2 separate regions of the Nomascus leucogenys genome follow, and region 1 is linked to region 2. Evidence: chromatin contacts called from public Hi-C data. All regions are on one chromosome and are shown on one strand. Each heading gives the region's core, a stretch centred on a gene start, on an enhancer-like site or on the middle of the called end of the contact. The rest is flanking DNA. Distances are from core to core; before and after follow the strand shown.

What was found. A called contact is a pair of places that touch in the nucleus more often than the background predicts.
Region 1: a Hi-C map of a lymphoblastoid cell line shows a contact between it and region 2, with 6 times the contacts expected there. The contact joins the promoter of HAUS8 here to the promoter of BABAM1 in region 2. A contact is called at or near these places in 2 of 4 Hi-C or Micro-C datasets (both in a lymphoblastoid cell line).

The regions. Positions count from the first base shown.
Region 1 is chr10:54,098,035-54,103,295 of Asia_NLE_v1, reverse strand. It overlaps HAUS8 (HAUS augmin-like complex subunit 8), which reads right to left and starts at 2,505. Exons shown (of 11, transcript XM_003275801.3): 1 at 2,206-2,505; 2 at 113-174. The coding sequence starts at 2,234. It overlaps MYO9B (unconventional myosin-IXb), which reads left to right and starts at 2,607. Exons shown (of 40, transcript XM_030820503.1): 1 at 2,607-2,704.
Region 2 is chr10:53,906,958-53,911,891 of Asia_NLE_v1, reverse strand. It overlaps BABAM1 (BRISC and BRCA1-A complex member 1), which reads left to right and starts at 2,636. Exons shown (of 9, transcript XM_030820488.1): 1 at 2,636-2,776; 2 at 4,028-4,363. The coding sequence starts at 4,079.

The DNA of each region.
Region 1 (5,261 bases), core at 1,256-3,755, 190 kb before region 2:
AAGCAAGTAAAGCCATAATAGGCCCCTTCTCTGGCCTGTTTTTTTCTTCCTCCAAAAGCATGTAATGAAAGAAGAAAACCATGTTCCTCAAAGAGATCCTGACACTGCTCACCTTGAACTCTTTTCTCCTTCTTCTTGGCGCTGCTAGGATTTGTGGGGCCGGTTGCAGGCTTCCTACAAGAGAAGAGAGAGAGGTCTTGTTCATCTCACTGCCCAAGAAGCACAGGGAAGCCGGCGAGGTGCCTCTGCTAGTTGAAGCTCAGACAGCCCAGTCCGAGGGCTGCCCGAGGACAATTTCAGTGAGCCTGGGCCATCTCAACAGGAAGCGAGACACAAGGAGCAGCCAGCCCTGGTCACCTGGGCAAGAAGGCATAGGTGAACACCCAAACTGAGAAGAGAGGAGGGTAATTAGAGCTCCGTGGAAGAGACCACAGCAGATCTCAAATTATCCCTGGGTTCATTCATTCATGTACACCAGTAGAGACACAGTGGTAACAAGACAGAGCTCCTTCCCAAAAAGAAAGATCAACATCTTGACAGGCAGGTATGAGGAGTGGTCCCAGCAGGTACCTCACTTTGGGAGGCTGAGGCAGGTGGATCACGAGGTCAGGAGGGGATCTTTATCTGGGAGACCATCCTGGCTAACACGGTGAAACCCCATCTCTACTAAAAATACAAAAATGAGCCGGGGTGGTGGCATGCACCTGTAGTCCCACCCACTCGGGAGGCTGACACAGGAGAATCACTTGAACCCGGGAGGCAGAGGTTGCAGTGAGCCGAGATCACGTCATTGCACTCCAGCCAGGGCGACAGTGAGACTCCGTCTCAATAAATAAATTTAAAAAAATAAAAATAGAATGAAGCCTGATGTAATAGGAAAGAAGGGAGCCTGAGATAGGAATCGCTGACTCATCAGCTGTGGGGGTGCAGGAGAGGGAGAATCTGGGATGACTAGGGGTTTCAGGATTTCAGCCTGAGCTGGTGGGAAGAGAAGGGATCCAAGAACAGACACCAGCAACACAGGAGGGGCAAGTAGGTGGGCAAGTGGAGGGGCAGGGCCAAGGCCAGGGCACTGTAACTCCTGCTCCCATCTCCAAGGGTGGCTCCACTGGTCCCTGCGGCCACCTCCTCTGAAGGGGGCTCCCAGGACCCCAAAGTGAGACCCAGGCAATGCTGGGGACACTTCCAGGCCACCGCAGGGAGAGGCAACTTAGCAAATGTTCGCCAGGTGCCAGCAGCTGTGCTCGCCCACAGGATCCTCCTAACCCGACAGCTTCCTAACTGTTCACACCTGCTTTTTCCTCTCTGCAAAACAAAGACACACAGGTTTTACACAGGTCACCCCCGGGGCAGTCTCAGAGCCAGAAAGAGACAAGAGCACAGACTCCCTCGGGGGACTGAGCTAGGGCTGTGGCCTCAAACCGAATGGGCTCCTGGGTGAACCTGCTGCGACCTGAGGGGGGTCCCTACAACCTGTGCGAGACTCAGGTACTGCACCTGTACCTGGGAGGTGCTACTGTCAATCTATCGGTTACGGCAAGGGGCGGTGGATTCCTCTTGCTGGCCAATTTCACTTCAGTTTGCACCTGGCACAATCAACACTGGCAGAATTAACAAAACTAGACAAATATAGCCTCAGGATCATTCATGCCTAGCTCTCGGTCAGCATTCAACTTCTTTCTTGTTCATGGTGTGTTACCCTAGGCAAGTCACTTCCCTTCCCTGGGTCTCCATCATCTCCTCAGTAAACTGGGAGCACAGAATAAAGCGCGTGGGAGGATCAAAGGGGACACTTTGGTCTCCCACCACTTGTTCACTGCATAACGATAATTCCGAGAGCGACATCACAGTAAAGACCGAGGCGCCGATCTAAGCGCGTTTCAGCCTCACGCGACGCCTACGAGGTTGAGCTGCGTCATCGGCCCCATTTCGTAGCGGAGGAAAGCGAGGCACTGGGCGGTCAGGCCGCTTGCCCGAGATCGCCCACCGTCCCAGCCGAGGACGCGGAACTCGGGGCCGGTTGGGTGTCTGCGCTCCGGAGCATGCGCAGAGGCAGCACGCCATCGGGGTCTTCAGGGGCCCGCGCAGTTCCTGGCGGGGTCGAACCCGAACTCACCCCGAGGGTCCCCACTCCCCAACTCCGCTGCTCATCCTCTCCAGCCCTCTGGCGTCTACAAATCCAGACCTGCGGACGCCCCAGCTCACCCAGCGCCGCGCCCAGAGGAATCCGCCATTTTCCCGCCTTCCTCCTCAAGGCCCGACCCGCCGGCTTTTCAAAGCCGGACCCGCCCCCTTGCTTGCGGGTCGGACCATTTATGGAGTCGCAGGAGGGGTGGCTGCGAGGCGTGAGGCAGCGCCAGCTAAGTGTGGAGAGCGCAGCCCTAGACGCGCGCTCCGCCTGTCCTCCCCTCGCGCTTGGTCTCGCCCACCATCGGCGGTAGGGGGTGGGGGCGGTGGGTGGGGCCTGATCTGTCGGAAAGTAGGGGCGGGGCTTTTCGCGATGCCCCGCCCCTAGGCGCGCTGGCGTCACGCCCCCGTCCCCGCCCCTCCGGAACCCGGAAGCGGGAGCGCGCGGGGGAGCGGCGGGAGCGGCGGGAGCGGCGGGCGCGGCGGGGCGGAGCGGCCGGAGCAGCGGCGGGCGGGCAGGCGGTCGTCCGGCCGGGGACCCGGCCCGGGACCGGCGGCGCGCGGCGGCCGAGGCCAGGTGAGTTCCAGGCGGCCTCGGATTGGCGACTCGAGCTCGAAGCCTGCCTTTGGGGGCTGCGCAGAAGAGGGACGGAGCTGAGGGCTGATGGGGGACGCGACGGCAGGGGTCGAGGGGGCGGGAACGAGCCTGGGGGTCTTGAAGAGGTTGCTGGGGATGAGGTGGAAGCGAGACGGTGAAGGAGAAAGTGGATGGGGATGGAGCTGGTGAGGGAGTTCGCGGGCGTGGGGGGGGTGAGTCTTGTGGCTTTGAGCAGCTTCTCTGAAGAGGACGTGGCTTAAGTGGTAATTGGGGGGTCGCAGGAAACGGCGTTGTGGGGAGGCACGGAGGCGGGAACGAGAGGCCCAGGCTAGGGGAGTGGGCAAGGCCAGTGGCGGGACAGCCGGGGTGCGGTTGGGGGGAAGGGGTGCGAGACCGATCTGGGGACGTCTGCCTGCGCGATTGAAGGAAGGGTGCCTGAGAAGAGGGCGGCGCCTGGCCCCCAGTGGGCGCTCAGTAAATGCGGGGGGTTCTGAACTAACTGATGCGGCAGCCGGCTATCGGGAATCGGGGAAATGGGAGCTGGAAGGGAAGTAAACGGAGTAGAAGTCATGGTAAGAACTGAGGGTAGGCTTAGGGAGGGAGGGCCCGGAGAGGAGGGAAGAGAAGGAAGGGGTTAGAGTGGCCCCATGCAGATAGATGTTGAGGTGCAGCCCCTGGAGATTCCGTCCTCCCACCCTCCCCTCTTGATTCACGTCCCTCCTGACTTCACACTTAACAGCTGGGTGACCTGGGACGAGTTCCAACACCCTCTGTGCCAGTGTCCTCGTCTTGGAAACTTCACCACCCTCCCCTTAAGACAGGACAAGCGGGATTCTGGGATTCCCTGGATCCAAGGAAGGGACCTCAGGGCCGGTTGTGGGGCCGGAACTGTGTTTCAAGAGGGAGTGTGCATGCACCCTCATGTACAGGACTGTCGCCACCTCCGCAGAGCTCATCCTTGGACTTAAATGGGTAAAACGACATACAGGAAATCTGTCCCTCGGTTGCTCTGAGCTCAGCCCTGGAGAGGCACGACAGCCACGAGCCCTCCTTTCTTTCCTGAGCACCCTGGAGGCCAGGGGTCTTTAAGGGATGGCTTCTCTGCCTCTTTGTCTGAGGTGGGAGCCGGTGGGGACACTTTCCAGCCAGAGGGTCCCAACTCGGTTTGCTTTTTGGTGTTGGAGTCTTCAGAATCTTAAGGTGTCCAGGAGCCGCCGGAGGTGACCTGGGCGACAGGAAAGTTATTCGCATCTGACAGGCCTGGCTCTTGTGGCCCTGGCAGGGACTTTGTGCAGGGTGCTTTTAACTGGCATTAATTTCTCCCCTTTCCCAACTGTAGGGATCTTTATCTGGGATCTGCCAGAAGGGCTGGGGAATCCCAGCTTAAATTTAGTTTATAGCTCATTCAGGAGTTGAACCTGGATAGTTTGAATATAAAGAGGGCCACAGAAAGATAAGCACCCCCTTCACTTCCAGAATATCCTGGCCTTTAGGAAAAGTGGCTTTGGCCTGGCTTGCCCCAGGACATGCAGTGACAGCCCACAGTCATGCCTCTTGCAAACATTGAACTGTAGGCTTGCCCTGGCCAAGACACCCCGATGAACAGGACCGGGATCTTCTGATCCCACAGCCCTGCAATCGCCTCTTCCCTACCGCTAGAGAATGGCCAAGCAGGGTCTTGTGGAGGGAGCACTGTGTTGGAGATCCTGGCTTTGGTCAAGTCTCTGTGCCTGTTTCTGACCTCTCACCTGCAAAATGAATGAATTGACCTCCATCAGCGTTTTTCAACCTTGAAACTCAACTCTTCTCATCACTATCTTGTCTCCAGTCCATGTCCCACAACTCCCAGCCTTGAACTCCTCACGGCACCCTCACTCTCCATTCCTGGCTGCGATGATCCTACTTTTATTCCATTTTCCATTCTACAGTTTGTATCCAAAAATGATTTTTTTTTAACCGCTTCTTCATCATCCAAATAGAAAATTGTGGTGTCAAAGGTGCTTTTGCACATTGCACCTATTCCCAAAGCTTTGGAAACTGCAAATTTCTGGAAATCCCGAGGCAGTACTGTCCCTCAAGTCCAGTCTGGTGACTCAGTGGAGCAGGTAGAGACGTGGGAATCTCCCCTTTGTGTTTGGCTGTAGGATTCATTATTCTCTCCCCACACGGACTTGTTAACTTGCTGCTTCCCATTCCTCATCTCTTCCAAATGGTGTGTTTTGAGTGGGCCTAGATTTCAGTTAGGCAAGGGTTGATTGTGCCAGGCACTTGGTAGATTCCTGGGGACAGAGGTGAATCCTTATGCCCCAGAGGAGGGACACGCTAGTGCCCGCCCCCCAACCTTGCACTTCCTCTTCAGAAAGAATGGAGTTCAGGCTGGGCCATGGTGGCTCAGGCCTCTAATCTCTTTGGGAGGCTGAGGCAGGTGAATCACAAGGTCAAGAGTTCAAGACCAGCCTGACCAATATGGAGAAACTCTGTCTCCTCTAAAAATACAAAAATTAGCCGGGCGTGGTGGTGTGCACCTGTAGTCCCA
Region 2 (4,934 bases), core at 1,387-3,886:
CAAGCCTGGCCTGGGAGGGGCCGGGAAACAGGAAACCCCCTCCCCTGGTCACGTGACTTGTTATTGTGTTGTTTCCTTCTTGGGGACAGCGGCTTCCTGCAGCCCTAGCAGGGCACACATACCTGACTCCCAAGGTTTCAGCCCCTCCTTATCTCAGCCTCCAAGCTCATGGCCCTTCTAGCTCTGACTCTTGGATTTTATTTCTCAAGAGCTAGAATGGGCCGAGCACTTGGCTCACGCCTGTAATCCCAGCACTCTGGGAAGCTGAGGAAGGCAGATTGCTTGAGTCCAAGAGTTTAAGACAAGCCTGGGCAACATGGCGAGACCCCCGTCTTTACAAAAATATAAAAATTAGCCAGGAGTAGTGGCGTACACCTGTAGTCCCAGCTACTCAGGAGGCTGAGGTGGGAGGATTGCTTAACACCTGGAAGTTGAGGCTGCAGTGAGCCGTGGTCACGCCACTGCACTCCATTCTGGGTAACAAGGCAAGACTCTATCTCAAAAAGAAAGAAAAAAAAGAGCTAGAATGTTCCCCCGAGCTGATGGTTTTTATTTGGCTCCGCTGTGAACTTCTCTTCACTGTGGGCTGACGGTTCTTTTTTTTTTTTTTTTTTTTGAGATGGAGTCTCGCTCTGTCGCCCAGGCTAGAGTGCAGTGGCGCAATCTTGGCTCATTGCAACCTCCACCTCTTGGGTTCAAGAAATTCTCCTACCTCAGCCTCCCGAGTAGCTGGGATTACAAGTGCCCACCACAATGCCCAGCTAATTTTTGTATTTTTAGCAGAGACAGGGTTTCACCATGTTGACCAGGCTGGTCTCGAACTCCTGACCTCAAGTAATCCTCCAGCCTCAGCTTCCCAAAGTGCTGGGATTGCAGGCATGAGCCACCGCACCCGGCTAGGGATGGGTTTTTGCCATGTTGGCCAGGCTGGTCTTAAACTCCTGACCTCAGGTGATCCACCCACCTCAGCCTCCCAAAGTGCTGGGATTACAGGCATGAGCCACCGACCCCACCAGCCCCAGAAACATTTAAGAGCCACTTGAAGCCTCAGTTTATTTATTTATTTTATTTTTTTAGATGGAATCTTGTTCTGTCACCCAGGCTGGAGTGCAGTGGCGCGAGTGCAGTGGCGCGATCTTGGCTCACTGCAACCTCCACCTCCTGGGTTCAAGCGATTCTTCTGCCTCAGCCTTCTGAGTAGCTGTGATTACAGGTGCGTGCCACCACACCCAGCTAATTTTTTGTATTTTTAGTAGAGACGGGGTTTCACCATATTGGCCAGGCTGATCTCGAACTCCTGACTTCGTGATCCACCCACCTCGGCCTGCCAAAATGCTGGGATTATAGGTGTGAGCCACTGCCCCCAACCCCTCAGTTTTTTTTTTTTTAAAGAGTCAGAGAAGCCGGCCACATTGGCCAGGCTCTAATTCGAGAATAGCCGGAGGGGCTGTGTAAGGTGAGCTTTGAAGGATAAAGAACTTGCCAGAAAAGCAACAGGAGGAACAGCATTCCAGGCAGAAGGAACTGCCTGGGCAAAGGCTTAGAGCCTTCAAAGAGCCGCTCTAGGCGACACAGCGAGACTCCATCTCAAAAAAACAAAAACAAAAACGAAAAAAAAAAAAACAACAAAAACCCAGCTCTACTAAAAATACAAAAAAAATACATATATATATCTCAGCCGGGCCTGGTGGTGCATGCCTCTAATCCCAGCTACTTGGGAGGCTGAGGCAGGAGAATTACTTGAACCCTGGAGGTGGAGGTTGCAGTGAGCCGAGATTGACCCACTGCACTCCAACTTGGGCGACAGAGCAAGACTCTGTCTCAAAAAAATAAAAATAAGTAAATATTCCTGGAACTAAGAGAGAAAGTGTGCACTAAGAAGACAACGGCAGCCTGGGGGACAGACTGAGCCTCTGTCTTTAAAAAAAAAAAAAAAAAAAAAAAAAAAAGTAACGAAGCCTGGTTTAGCCTGATGCGGTGGTCCTCGTTTATAGTCCTAGCTACTTGAGAAATCGCTTGGCTGTAGTGACTAGCCAGGATCGCGTGACTGCAGTCTAGTTTGGGCGACAGAGCGATAGATACCCCGTCTCTAAAAATAAGGAAAAAAAAAAGCCATGAAAAAGGAGGCAGGCTCGAAATAGGTCCGACTTAGCTTCGCTCCACCTACAGTGACCCAATAAGACCAGAGTAAGTATTTTTTGATTCATGCAAATATATGTAAAATAACGAACAAGAATTAAGTAATTGGGAAGGGCCCTGGATGCTCAGGCCACACCCACATGAGAATACCTGCCCCACACGTAGGCTCAAGCCAGCTCCACCAATCACCAATCAGCTCCTCCTCTTTCCCTAAATCGGGCTTCTCCGTCCCTCTTAGCCTATCACATTGCAAGCTCCACCCCTATTCCCCGTTTCAGCCTGTCAGGGTAGAAGCACTGACCATTGTAGTCTGATTCGGCCAAGAACAAAAAAATTCACTAATTTTTTTAATCCAATCACATTTCATACTTTGCTCCAGTGTAGCCAATCACATTCCAGGTCCCGTAGCACCCAGCTCCAGGCTGCTCTCACTCCAAACCCCACCCCCTAGCCCAGTTTCAGCCGATCAGCTTCCAAGTTCTCCCTAGTCTCAACCAGTTTCTGTCTCCGCTTGTTCTGCAGCCCGCTGAACTACATTTCCCAGGAGACGTCGGGGCTGCGCCGCACAACTTCCGGCTGTAAAGATGGCGGCTTCCTAGAGAGTCGGCGGCTGATTTAGAAGGAGGCTCAGGCTACGGTGAGCCGAAGTTGGGTGGTGAAAGCGTGCGGGGTCCGTTCCTAGGGACCCAGCTCCCTTTGCCCCAAGAGATCCAGGTCCTCGCCTTTCCTGGGGCTTCCGCCTTTATTTCTGGTTTCTCCTGCAGTGTAGCGTCCATCCTTCTTGCTGCCGCTAAAGCTTTGTTTTCCTTAGAGGTGTGGGGACTGCAAGGCGCTCAAAGACCATCTTGGGAAGCCCGTGCCTATTGCCCAGATAGACCAACTGCTCCATTCGCGTCCTGTTTCTCTCCAAGGGAACCACAGTACTAATATTTTGCTTCTCCCTCATGCAGACACCCGTTAGGCACGAGGGTGTCCTAGAGGTTATTATTCCTTTATTCACCAAGACATTTTCAGTTTTAGGTAACAGAAAACCCTACTCAATTTGGCTTAAGGAAGAAAAAGGAAGTTAGTGGCTTATAGATTGGGTCTAATAGGAGCTGGGTCCAGGTGGTCAGAATTCGATCTGCAGTTTTCTGGGTGGAGACCATTTCGCTTTTTACCTTAGAGGCAAAAGGGTTCCCTCGCAGCTCTCAACTTTATTCTCCCAGCTCTGCAACTCTAATGAGAGTCTCTTTTCCTTGATGGCACTGTCAGAAGTTGCAGAGCTGCCACTCAATGGCCTGATTTGGGTCATGTACCCATCCCTGAGCCATTTTCAGTGGCCAGAGAGCTGGGATGTGCTCATTGGCCGAGTAGGGGCATGGGGCTAGCACTACGTTAAAAAAAAAAAAAAAAAGGAAAAAAGAGGGGGGACTGTTATCTTATGTCGGAGTGGCTGCTCGGCTGATAGGTGTAAAAGACACCCATTCTACAGCTGAGGAAACTGACTCCCTAAGAGGAGTGACTCATCATCAGTAAGCGGCTCATCGCCCCTCTTCCTTCTTAGTAACCACGTTTTTTTGTTTTTTTTTGTTTTTTTGAGACGGAGTTTCGCTCTTTTTGCCCAGGATGGAGTGCAATGGCGGGATCTCGGCTCACCGCAGCCTCCGCTCCCGGGTTCAAGCGATTCTCCTGCCTCAGCCTCCCGAGTAGCTGGGATTATCTGCATGCGCCACCACGCCCGGCTAATTTTGTCTTTTTAGTAGAGACAGGATTTCTCCATGTTGGTCAGGCTGGTCTCGAACTTCCAACCTGAGGTGATCCGCCTGCCTCAGCCTCCCAAAGTGCTGGGATTACAGGCGTGAGCCACCGCGCCTGACCATAACCAAATGCTTTTAAAACTCCCAAGGGGAGGATTCTGGCTTCCCCTGTCCGTGTTCCATCTAGCCACACAGGAGCCATGGAAGTGGCAGAGCCCAGCAGCCCCACTGAAGAGGAGGAGGAGGAAGAGGAGCACTCGGCAGAGCCTCGGCCCCGCACTCGCTCCAATCCTGAAGGGGCTGAGGACCGCGCAGTGGGGGCACAGGCCAGTGTGGGCAGCCGCAGCGAGGGTGAGGGTGAGGCCGCCAGTGCTGACGATGGGAGCCCCAACACTTCAGGAGTCGGCCCTAAGTCCTGGCAGGTGCCCCCGCCAGCCCCTGAGGTCCAAATTCGGACACCAAGGGTCAACTGTCCAGAGAAAGTGGTAAGTAGAGGGGGTGGCCTGGGGCTCTGAGATGCTAGGGAACCTAGCATCTTGTCTTTTGGGATTCACTCTGCAAACATTCCCTTTGTATTAGTTACCTGTGGCTGCCACAAGTCACCATGGACTTGGTAGCTTTCAACAAGAGAAATTTATTCTCTCACAGTTCTTGGGGCCAGAAGTCAGGTGTCGGCAGGGCCACAGTCTCTCTGGAGGCTCTAAGGGAGGATTCTTTCTTGCCTCTTCATTTTGTCTGTCTTTTTTTTTTTTTTTTTTTTTTTTGAGATGGAGTTTTGCTCTTGTTGCCCAGGCTGGAGTGCAATGGCACGATCTTGGCTCACTGCAACCTCTGCCTCCCTGGTTCAAGCAATTCTCGTGCCTCAGCCTCCCAAGTAGCTGGGATTACAAGTGCCCACCACAATGCCCGGCTAATTTTTGTATTTTTAGTAGAAACAGCGTTTCACCACATTGGCCAGGCTGGTCTCGAACTCCTGACCTTAGGTGATCCGCCTGCCTTGGCCTCCCAAAGTGCCGGGATTATAGGCATGAGCCACCCCACCTGACCCTTTCTTGC